Regions from separate parts of the Mus musculus genome. Here region 2 is linked to region 1. Evidence: chromatin contacts called from public HiChIP or PLAC-seq data. All regions are on one chromosome and are shown on one strand. Each heading gives the region's core, a stretch centred on a gene start, on an enhancer-like site or on the middle of the called end of the contact. The rest is flanking DNA. Distances are from core to core; before and after follow the strand shown.

Region 1 (5,579 bases), core at 1,288-3,787:
CAGCTGAGGATACACCTGTGCTTATAGAAGAGCAGCCGCAGCTGAGGATACACCTGTGCTTATAGAAGAGCAGCCGCAGCTGAGGATACACCTGTGCTTATAGAAGAGCAGCCGCAGCTGAGGATACACCTGTGCTTATAGAAGAGCAGCAGCAGCTGAGGATACACCTGTGCTTATAGAAGAGCAGCCGCAGCTGAGGATACACCTGTGTTTATAGAAGAGCAGCTGCAGCTGAGGTCTTCACTTTGGGGCTGGACGTGCTCCCCAGAGGCAGGTGGAGGACACCTCTCATGAGCTGTGTGACGTCAGGTTTCAAGCTCCACCCTGCTGCCCACCTTCTCATGAACCAGTATACCGAGCATACTCTGCACACCTCTCAGTTGGCTCTAGCTGGTCAGGCTGAAGCCTCCGCTGGGAGAAAGGACTGAGACTCCAAGCTCCTTGAGCACAAGGGAGGATTTCACGGTGGGCCTGGTCTAATCCCCACACTAGATAATAAGAACCTATGGTCCACAGAGAGAGAGAGAGTGGGGGAAGCAGTTCTGGAGCTGGCACAGCAGAGTGCAGACGACAGCTGCTCCAACTCTCCCAGCCCCAGGCCTGCGGCCCGCAGAGAGCACAGCCTTCAGTGCACCCTTCACTAACACGCCTTTGTAGACTCGAGACCACCCTGAGCTGTCCTGGTTGAAATGAATGTAGAGCCCTATCTGCCCTGGTCTTCCATGACTCCATTGACCAACCCCCCCCTCTCCCCCCAACTCCTCCAAACAACAAAAACAACCCCACTCTGAGCCTCTCCTCCATTCCATCACTCCCTAAAGACCGCATCCCAAGTATTCTGGGCTTGGAAGATTTCTGCCTGATTTGACAACATTTTTGCCAGGAGTCTAACATGGTTAGACCCCCTTTGGAGAAAGGAAGTCAGCATTTTAGGAGAGAAAGGTGGTTCAAAACTGTCTATGTCTAGTAGAGCCCAGAGTTTGAGCTTACTGGGCCTTAGGAAAAACTAGGTGGGGCCTGAACACAGTTTCTGTGTTTGACACCCACCCCCATGCCAGCCCTATTTCCACAAAGCAAATGAAATCCTTCCCACAGGCTTTGCCCTGTGCAGGTTGTAACTTGCTTCCCTGTGATGCGCGCCCCACTGATGATCCTGGGTTAAATGCTGAGCCTCTGGAAGTCCTGCTGCCCCACCTACACTTTGCAGTTAAGACAGCAGCACCCATCTGGCCAGAACTGGTTTTTGTAAAGGGCCCAGACATACCTCCACCTCTCCAGTTTCATTCTCCTTTAGCACAAAGCTGAGAACATCGGTGTCAGGCCCAGCGAGCAGACGAAGGTAGAGAGGATAGTCAGCAATGGAGAGTTTCTGGAAGAGCACTGCAAGCAGAATGAAGGGCTGGGTGCTCATCTCAAATGAGGACAGGGTGGGGTCGGGCTCAGAAATGCACAGGTTGGCCAGATGACTGGAAATAGTCATGGTGGTTCTAATGGGCGTGGACCTGACACGGCAGTGGTGGCTCTGAGCCTTCCATCCATTCCTGCCATTTGAGAGGCACTACCTTCATTCCCATATGGCAAAGTTTAGCCATATTTCCATTTACAACATCTTCCAGAGGAAGAGGAGCAGTGGGCGGACTCCTTCCCATTATAGAGATTAGGAGCCCAGAGCCCAGGGTGTGTCTTTCCTGTGTGTGCATGGAGCTGGGCACAGTAGGCATGAGCTGCCTGGTCCTGCCCAGAGCCTGTGCTTGGCCCTTCCATGAATCCTGCTGCCTGGAAGCCTACACTTCCCACCCAGGACTGATAGTGAGGTTTAGTGACTGTGGGCATTAGCAGACTAGGGAGAGGTCAGAAACTCATACCTTGTCCATCTTTGTGTATCCGCTTAAAAAGTGCAAACTTCTGTGGGTTGTCCACAACCATGAACTTCTTGAGCAGCCCCTGGATGACCTCACTAACCGTGGTGGTGCTGCTGATATGTAGCTGCTTGATGGCATCGAGTGGCAGGTAGAAGGAAGTCCGCTTGTCTGTGGTGGCTGCAGGGTTCACTTCCTTAATGGCATCATAGATGGACTGGGGCCGGATCCCAGCGGGCACCGTCACTGGCCGTCGGAGCTTCAAATGCACTTTGATGAAACCTGTGTAGGTGCCATCTTCACTCTGCAAGTGGGAGGCACTGCTGATTCTGTCTGCCCAGTTCACTCTGGGTTGTAAACTACAGAAGACCTGACAGGTTACTCCATCCAGCCTGCCTGAGTCCCTTCCCAAGTCTCCTGTCTAGAAGTGCAGGAGGAAGTTCACTCTCCTCATGGGCCAGGAAGTTTTTAACTAGGCCACTCCAACCCTTTACCAGATAGGTGCCAATGGCCTTTGTTGGGTCTCATTCTAAAGGCAGAGCCTGCAGCCTCCTCTCTACCTCTGAGGGCATCAAAGCCCTCAGAGACCCAGCCCAACTCCAGCCTGACTGATAGCTGCATTTTCTGAGGCTCTTGAGTGACTTGGAAGCCCCAGGGAGCCAGTTGCTGCCAGTCACCAGCAGGGGGCAGGGCTCGCCTGATGTCACCACTTAAAGACAACTGTACATGTCAAGATCTCTTAAGCACGGGCTTGGGCGTGGAGATCTCTATTTCATACTGAAGTAAGGAGAGGTTAAAGTTTGCCAAAGTAGCCAGAGAGTGAATGGAACAGAGGTTGTATCTGGAGTCTATTCTAGAGCCCATTCCATTTCTCTGGATCCCTGAGGTCACAGAAAGCTGGGCCTGGACAAAGGAGAGTGAGCTGTAAGGGAGTCGTAGTTCCTGTGGAGGCAGGGCTGAAAAGATGTTGGGTAGGGATGGACAGGCTCTGCTTACCAGCTTCATGCCCAGGCAGTGCTTCTCCCTGCTGTTATAGCTGTCAATCTTCTGCTTGATCTCCTGTATCGTGGGCGGGTGCTGTGTCTCCTCCACTGCCTTACAGACATTCTGGAACAGACAGGTGGCAATGTGTACAGTGGCTTTCAGGATACAGAGGGCAGTAAGCATACCTCCCAAATGCCCCTCTGGCTAAGAAAGAAGTGCCAGCATGAGCAGTAAGAGGCCAGCCACTCAAATCTCTCTCAGCCTCAAGCTTCCTCACCTATGACATGGAAATAATACCTAGCCCAGACTGGCTGAGAGACCAGTGTCTGTATGCCCCATACCTAGGCACTGGCCATCAACTCGGTGAGTGGGACGTGGCCTGTCCGTGTCCAAGAAGCGATAAGCTACAAAGGTGTGAGTGAGTACATGCTAAAAAACGATAGCCAGGGACCAAGGGCACATCCCGCCTGCCAGTCAGCTCATGTCACTGGCAATAAGCTTTGCTCATAACATGTGATGATTTGTCAAGTGAATGAACTGTTAGGGACAGTTCATTCAGGCACCTCCTCTATACACTAAGGATTCAGCTATCTCCACATCTCACAGACCCAAACTTCCTGATTCCTGATTCTCCAGGTGAGAACACTGGGACTCTGCATTTACCAGCTCAATACCCCCATCCCCATGTGCAGAACAAGCCAGAAATCCCACACCTGTCCTGCTGTGGTCTCCCCGCATCACATGATTCGATCTGACAGAGTTCCCTGCTTTATCTGTGACCCGCCAGGAAAATGGAAGAAGGAACTTAAGGTCAGTATCCCTTGCAGTATGGTACCGGTGGATTCTGAGATCTCCACAGGTCTTTTTCACAGGTCCGTTCTCTGGACTTCCCTCATGTTCAGGGTCATTTCCCAGTTTGTCTTAATGCTCCCCAAAGTGGCTTGGAGTGCAGGGAGCCGGTAGGTGAAAATTCTCCCAGAATTATTCTGATCTTAGAAACCCAGCAGACTTGGGCAGTCAGGAATCATCTCTAGTACATCAGACAGCAGATGCCCAGAGAAGGATGACTCGACAGCATCTGATACCTGCTTGGGGTTTGGTTTGAAGAATTTTACAACGGTTTCCACATCACACTGTCCCCACCACCAAGTGAAGCACAGTGGGGTGCTCACCAACAGAGCTCATGCCTGGCCTTTCCCTTCAGCATGCCCATTTGTAGGACTTCATCACACGCACAGCACATCAGCACTTCCTCCTCCCACTCGCCAATCCTATAGGGCACAGGAAACTGCCAAGAGCAGTGGGCATTGCTGGGTCTGTATGGCTCCACCTTCCCAGCCCTCCACAGAGACGAGCCGACATCCTCTTTCATTCGAGGCTCTTGCATGGTCTGCTCCTGTGCACTTTTCACCCACAGCTCCTGATGGTAACTACTGGGTTGGTGGTCCAGATACCTTCTCTGACACACTACCTATGGCATTCCTATTGTAAGATCATGAACATAGAAAATAAATATGCTGATAGCCCATTGCTAGTGAGTAGCCAAGTAGGAGCAAGAATGAAGTCCATATAAGCATGGAGTCAAGTTCTCAACTGAGCATGTGGCCACCCTAGGGCAGCCCCTTCTGCTATCGGGATCAGCACCCCACCACACCAGTAATGGTCACTGAACTTTAACACTGCAGGCCTGGGATGAACAGATGATAAAACAAGACCTGGCCTGTGGAACATTCATCTAAGCTGGCCTATCAGTGGGTCCAGCTCTAGGCATCCCAGTGGGTTTTGCATCATCTATGAAGCTGGCAAAGAGGGACTCCTAACATCTGGAGTGAGGGCAGCTGGCAGGATGTAGGGGCCTGCCAGTATGTCCTCTTACTTGATCTTGAAGAATGCCCAAGAGAAAATAGTTGCTGGGACATCTCCTGTTTGCTTAAAGTGCATAACTCACGTGAGCCTCACAGGCTGTCTTCACCTGACTCATTCATCTGGAGGCTTCCAAACGGATTCCTCTCATTTGTCTTCACTTCTGGGACTCTCCATTTCCAGTCTCCACATGCTGGATACCTCTCTATGGACCAGATGTGCCTGGCTATGGCCCTGCCTTGCTCTCTGGTCATTTCAAGTCAGAATGGGTAGCTGGGTGGCTGCTGTTTTAGCCTTCATTCTACTCATCTCAGGCAGGCTGACTGTCATTCCTGGGACATTCTCATATTCATCTACAAAAAAAGAATTAAGTGATGGAAAACTCTAGAAGTCCCTGGAAGACCTCTGTTTTCCGTTCCAGCCATTTCCTTGTTGAAAAAGCAGCTGTGTTGTGGCTGCTGAAGGCCTGCTTCCACGCCCACTTTGGACCACAGTGAGTCACAGCTGCCTTGGCTTTAGGTTTCTTCTTCCTGTTCCACTTTTTTTATTCATTACATCAACCGATCTATTCTGTTCCCTTTCCACAAGGCTGGAAAATGATGCAAGTAGCCATGGGTACCTTCCAGACCAAGGCAGAAGATGGCATTCCTGACCTCAGCATTGGAAGATCTGGTCTTGGGGGGGGGGGGCGGTCGATGAGCTCCATCTACCTAGGAGCGTCAGCAGCCTGTGTGTGCCCAACACTGTGAACCTTGCTCACATAGAATGTCAGCGCCAAATGTCAGCACCCAGTTCAGTCTGGCTGCTGCCCACACTGAACCTGCCAGGCAAGATCTAACCTACAGATGGAATGAATCACTTTCCAAAGTAGGC
Region 2 (4,952 bases), core at 2,052-4,551, 200 kb after region 1:
ATCTTCCTTGAAGGTCTGATAGAACTCTGCACTAAACCCGTCTGGTCCTGGGCTTTTTTTTGGCTGGGAGACTATTTATAACTGCTTCTATTTCTTTAGGGGATATGGGACTGTTTAGAAGGTCAACTTGATCCTGATTCAACTTTGGTACCTGGTATCTGTCCAGAAATTTGTCCATTTCGTCCAGGTTTTCCAGTTTTGTTGAGTATAGCCTTTTGTAGAAGGATCTGATGGTGTTTTGGATTTCTTCAGGATCTGTTGTTATGTCTCCCTTTTCAGTTCTGATTTTGTTAATTAGGATTTTGTCTCTGTGCCCTCTAGTGAGTCTAGCTAAGGGTTTATCTATCTTGTTGATTTTCTCAAAGAACCAACTCCTCGTTTGGTTAATTCTTTGAATAGTTCTTCTTGTTTCCACTTGGTTGATTTCACCCCTGAGTTTGATTATTTCCTGCCGTCTACTCCTCTTGGGTGAATTTGCTTCCTTTTTTTCTAGCGCTTTTAGATGTGTTGTCAAGCTGCTAGTATGTGCTCTCTCCCGTTTCTTCATGGAGGCACTCAGAGCTATGAGTTTCCCTCTTAGAAATGCTTTCATTGTGTCCCAAAGGTTTGGGTACGTTGTGGCTTCATTTCATTAAACTCTAAAAAGTCTTTAATTTCTTTCTTTATTCCTTCCTTGACCAAAGTATCATTGAGAAGAGTGTTGTTCATTTTCCACGTGAATGTTGGCTTTCCATTATTTATGTTGTTATTGAAGATCAGCCTTAGCCCATGTTGATCTGATAGGATGCATGGGACGATTTCAATATTTTTATATCTGTTGAGGCCTGTTTTGTGACCAATTATATGGTCAATTTTGGAGAAGGTACCATGAGGTGCTGAGAAGAAGGTATATCCTTTTGTTTTAGGATAAAATGTTCTGTAGATATCTGTTAAGTCCATTTGTTTCATCACTTCTGTTAGTTTCACTGTGTCCCTGTTTAGTTTCTGTTTCCATGATCAGTCCATTGATGAAAGTGGTATGTTGAAGTCTCCCACTATTATTGTGTGAGGTGCAATATGTGCTTTGAGCTTTAGTAAAGTTTCTTTAATGAATGTGGCTGCCCTTGCATTTGGAGCATAGATGTTCAGAATTTAGAGTTCCTCTTGAAGGATTTTACCTTTGATGAGTATGAAGTGTCCCTCCTTGTCTTTTTTGATAACTTTGGGTTGGAAGTCGATTTTATTCGATATTAGAATGGCTACTCCAGCTTGTTTCTTCAGACCATTTGCTTGGAAAATTGTTTTCCAGCCTTTCACTCTGAGGTAGTGTCTGTCTTTTTCCCTGAGATGGGTTTCCTGTAAGCAGCAGAATGTTGGGTCCTGTTTGTGTAGCCAGTCTGTTAGTCTATGTCTTTTTATTGGGGAATTGAGTCCATTGATATTAAGAGATATTAAGGAAAAGTAATTGTTGTTTCCTATTATTTTTGTTTTTAGAGTTGGCATTCTGTTTTTGTGGCTGTCTTCTTTTTGGTTTCTTGAGGGATTACTTTCTTACTTTTTCTAGGGCCTGGTTTCCATCCTTGCATTGTTTTTTTTCTGTTATTATCCTTTGATGGGCTGGATTCGTGGAAAGATAATGTGTGAATTTGGTTTTGTCATGGAATACTTTGGTTTCTCCATCTATGGTAATTGAGAGTTTGGCTGGGTATAGTAGCCTGGGCTGGCATTTGTGTTCTCTTAGTGTCTGTATAACATCTGTTCAGGATCTTATGGCTTTCATATTCTCTGGTGAAAAGTCTGGTGTAATTCTGATAGGCCTGCCTTTATATGTTACTTGACCTTTTTCCCTTACTGATTTTAATATTCTATCTTTATTTAGTGCATTTGTTGTTTTGATTATTATGTGTTGGGAGGAATTTCTTTTCTGGTCCAGTCTATTTGGAGTTCTGTAGGCTTCTTGTATTTTCATGGGCATCTCTTTCTTTAGGTTTGGGAAGTTTTCTTCTATAATTTTGTTGAAGATATTTGCTGGCCCTTTAAGTTGAAAATCTTCATTCTCATCTACTCCTATTACCCGTAGGTTTGGTTTTCTCATTGTGTCCTGGATTTCCTGGATGTTTTGAGTTAGGATCTTTTTGCATTTTGTATTTTCTTTGATTGTTGTGCCGATGTTCTCTATGGAATCTTCTGCACCTGAGATTCTCTCTTCCATCTCTTGTATTCTGTTGCTGATGCTTGCATCTATAGTTCCAGATTTCTTTCCTAGGTTTTTTTATCTCCAGCGTTGCCTCACTTTGGGTTTTTTTTATAGTGTCTACTTCCCTTTTTAGGTCTTGGATGGTTTTATTCAATTCCATCACCTGTTTGGTCGTGTTTTCTTGCAATACTTTAAGGGATTTTTGTGCTTCCTCTTTAAGGTCTTCTACCTGTTTAGCAGTGTTCTCCTGTATTTCTTTAAGTGAGTTATTAAAGTCCTTCTTGATGTCCTCTACCATCATCATGAGATATGCTTTTAAATCCGGGTCTAGTTTTTCGGGTGTGTTGGGGTGCCCAGGACTGGGTGGGGTGGGAGTGCTGAGTTCTGATGATGGTGAGTGGTCTTGGTTTCTGTTAGTAAGATTCTTACGTTTGCCTTTTGCCATCTGGTAATCTCTGGAGTTAGTTATTGTAGTTGTCTCTGGTTAGATCTTGTTCCTCAGGGGTTTATGTTAGCCTCTATCTGCAGACTTGGGAGACTAGCTCTCTCCTGAGTTTCAGTGTTCAGAGTACTCTCTGCAGGCAAGCTCTCCTCTTGCAGGGAAGGTGCCCAGATATTTGATGTTCGAACCTGCCTACTGGCAGAAGTTGTGATCCACTCACAGAGGTCTTAAGATCCCCTGGAGGGTCCTGTGTGTACCTTGCAGGTGTCCGCAAACTCTGTGCCCAAGGTACCCCGGTGCTGGCGGGGACTGGAAGGGACTTGTGCCCCTGATCAGGCCAGGTTTTCTGCTTCCCTAATTAATGCAGTCTTAGGTCCCACGTGATTGGATTGGAGCAGCAGCTGTGTTCTACTCACCATAGGTCTTAAGATCCCATGGGGGGGGGGTCTTGTGGGTAGCCTGCAGGTGTCCGCAGACTCCTCACCCAAGCTACCCCGGTGCTGGCAGGGACCGGAAGGGCAGATTTCCCATTCCTAGTTCCTCTGGTTCAGTCACCTGGGAGGACAGTAGCTTTCAACTGTTCGTCTACAACTTCCCATGGAATTTCCTCCCATGAAGAGGAAGGCTGAGTTCCACAGAAGCAACAGAGGAGCAAGAAGGCAAAGAGAGGAGAAAATGACTCACCATCTGCCTCAGAGTCACCAGGTCAGAGGTGAGCATGAGTATCACTATCAGCTGCCCACCCTTCCAGCCCCAGAAGCTCTCCTTGCCAGCTTTCCAGCCGTTCTCACCTCATTCTTAGGTTTAAATGGCAAAGGTTAAATGAGATGGTACCTGATCCTGTGCTAGGTTGCTTAGCCAGGACTTAAATAAACTAGTAGGAGTCCAGGAGTGGAAAGAGGAAGGGAGGGGAAGAGGAGGGAAAGTCTAACCAATAAAACAGCAATTAAGACAGGCAGCTGTTTCCTTTTGTGTTCTGATTAGTTGGGAGGCCCGATGAACTATTATCCCTGTTTATTTGAACAAGCTGCTGAAGCAATCAGATTTACCGTTCCCTCTGGCTGGGCTGGGAACACACGTTGTAGCTAGCTCTAGTTAGCTCAGTTAAAATATACAATTAAAGCTCCTAATGAGCAATTCTGACCCAGAAGAGAGGCAGGAACTGGCCAGTGTCTCTCCTTTCACAGATGATAAAAGGCCACCTGTTCTCCAACTCAGAAGCCTTAACAGTAGCCTTCAGGGAAAAGCAAGGCCCCAGGAAGTGCTTCCGTGCGGATCTCCACTGAGGGGTTAAAAGAGCTGGGAAGCTACTAGGGAGCCCCACCCAAAGACAAGGAGCACATTTATTCCTAGGGACAACAAAACTGATGAAGCCAAGTAGAAGACAATGAGGACTGCAGAGCTTTCCCTTCTCTATAAAGGAGCAAAGGGGTTTCTAAGCAGGGAAGAAAAGGAATTTACAGTGTAGTCTTTGTGCACCAACACATGGCTGATCTCTTTTCTTTAAGATTTCTTGGAAGAGAATGAGTCATCTAAACATTGCAGGAAACCAAACAGAAGTTGGGGGTGGCTAACTTTGGGTAAAGTTTTTCTTTTAAGTGTTTGTCAAAAAAAAAAAAAAAAAAAAAAGAAGAAGAAGAAGAAAAAAGAAAGGTAGCTAAATTTAGACTAGAAATGTGGCACAATTAACAATGGACTCGGAAGTGCAATAGTGTACTCATATCTGGAGCTTTCATTTTGAAACTTATCACAACCTTTTTGGCTAGAGTGGGAGCCCCACTCTGCCTGGGACAAAAGCAGGTCTCATCAGAAATAAGTTTGCAACAGCTCCTTCCAGCTGTGTGCTTAAAACACCAGCAAGAAGCCTTCCTTTTCTAACAGACAAGGGCTGGACAGAACTGGAACATACAGCCTCATCTCCACACTGTCCATCACCCCACCCAAGTGTAAGGTAGCAGAAGGTGTGGTCTGCTCAGCCTGCATGTAGGACTGTCACTTGCCCCTTTAAAAGGTTATTTTATTATTTTTAATTATGTGTAGGTGTGTGTGTCTGCATGTGGGTATGTGGAAGTGAGTGCAGATTTCCGGGGAGGCAAGAGGCACCAAATCCCCTGTGTTTGCTGTTAAAGTTACTAGCTGACAGATGACTGGGACCTAACTAAACTTGGGCCCTCTGCAAGAGCATCAGTGCTCTGAACTGTTGAGCCATCTGTGTACTACTTGCCCCAACTTTGTACTTTCTTAATACATTTCCTGAATGTCAATGGGTTTTTTTTTTTTTTTTTGGTTGTTGTTAGATAGAAACAAAACAAATGAACAGACAAATGAACAAAG

What was found. HiChIP or PLAC-seq counts read pairs in DNA pulled down with a chosen protein or histone mark.
Region 2: an H3K27ac HiChIP or PLAC-seq map of microglia shows a contact between it and region 1, with 3 times the contacts expected there. The contact joins two enhancer-like sites. A contact is called at or near these places in 1 of 115 datasets of contacts at active chromatin or transcription factors (microglia) and 2 of 9 other capture datasets (adipose tissue and pancreatic islet).

What each region holds. Positions count from the first base shown.
Region 1 is chr1:131,179,289-131,184,867 of GRCm38.p6, forward strand. It overlaps Rassf5 (Ras association (RalGDS/AF-6) domain family member 5), which reads right to left. Exons shown (of 6, transcript NM_018750.4): 3 at 2,856-2,966; 4 at 1,866-2,163; 5 at 1,265-1,380. It also overlaps a transcript of Eif2d not described here. Among named protein-coding and RNA genes, the nearest start is that of Eif2d, 29 kb to the left of the region's middle. Within about 2 kb of position 2,538, at least 33 of the 459 cell types and tissues checked have an H3K27ac peak or open chromatin away from gene starts, as enhancers often do. A contact at or near this core is called in microglia, where this site is marked.
Region 2 is chr1:131,374,945-131,379,896 of GRCm38.p6, forward strand. The region is part of intron 4 of Srgap2 (SLIT-ROBO Rho GTPase activating protein 2); the gene reads right to left. The region is part of intron 3 of Gm51644 (a long non-coding RNA gene); the gene reads left to right. Among named protein-coding and RNA genes, the nearest start is that of Ikbke, 98 kb to the left of the region's middle. Within about 2 kb of position 3,302, at least 120 of the 459 cell types and tissues checked have an H3K27ac peak or open chromatin away from gene starts, as enhancers often do. A contact at or near this core is called in microglia, where this site is marked.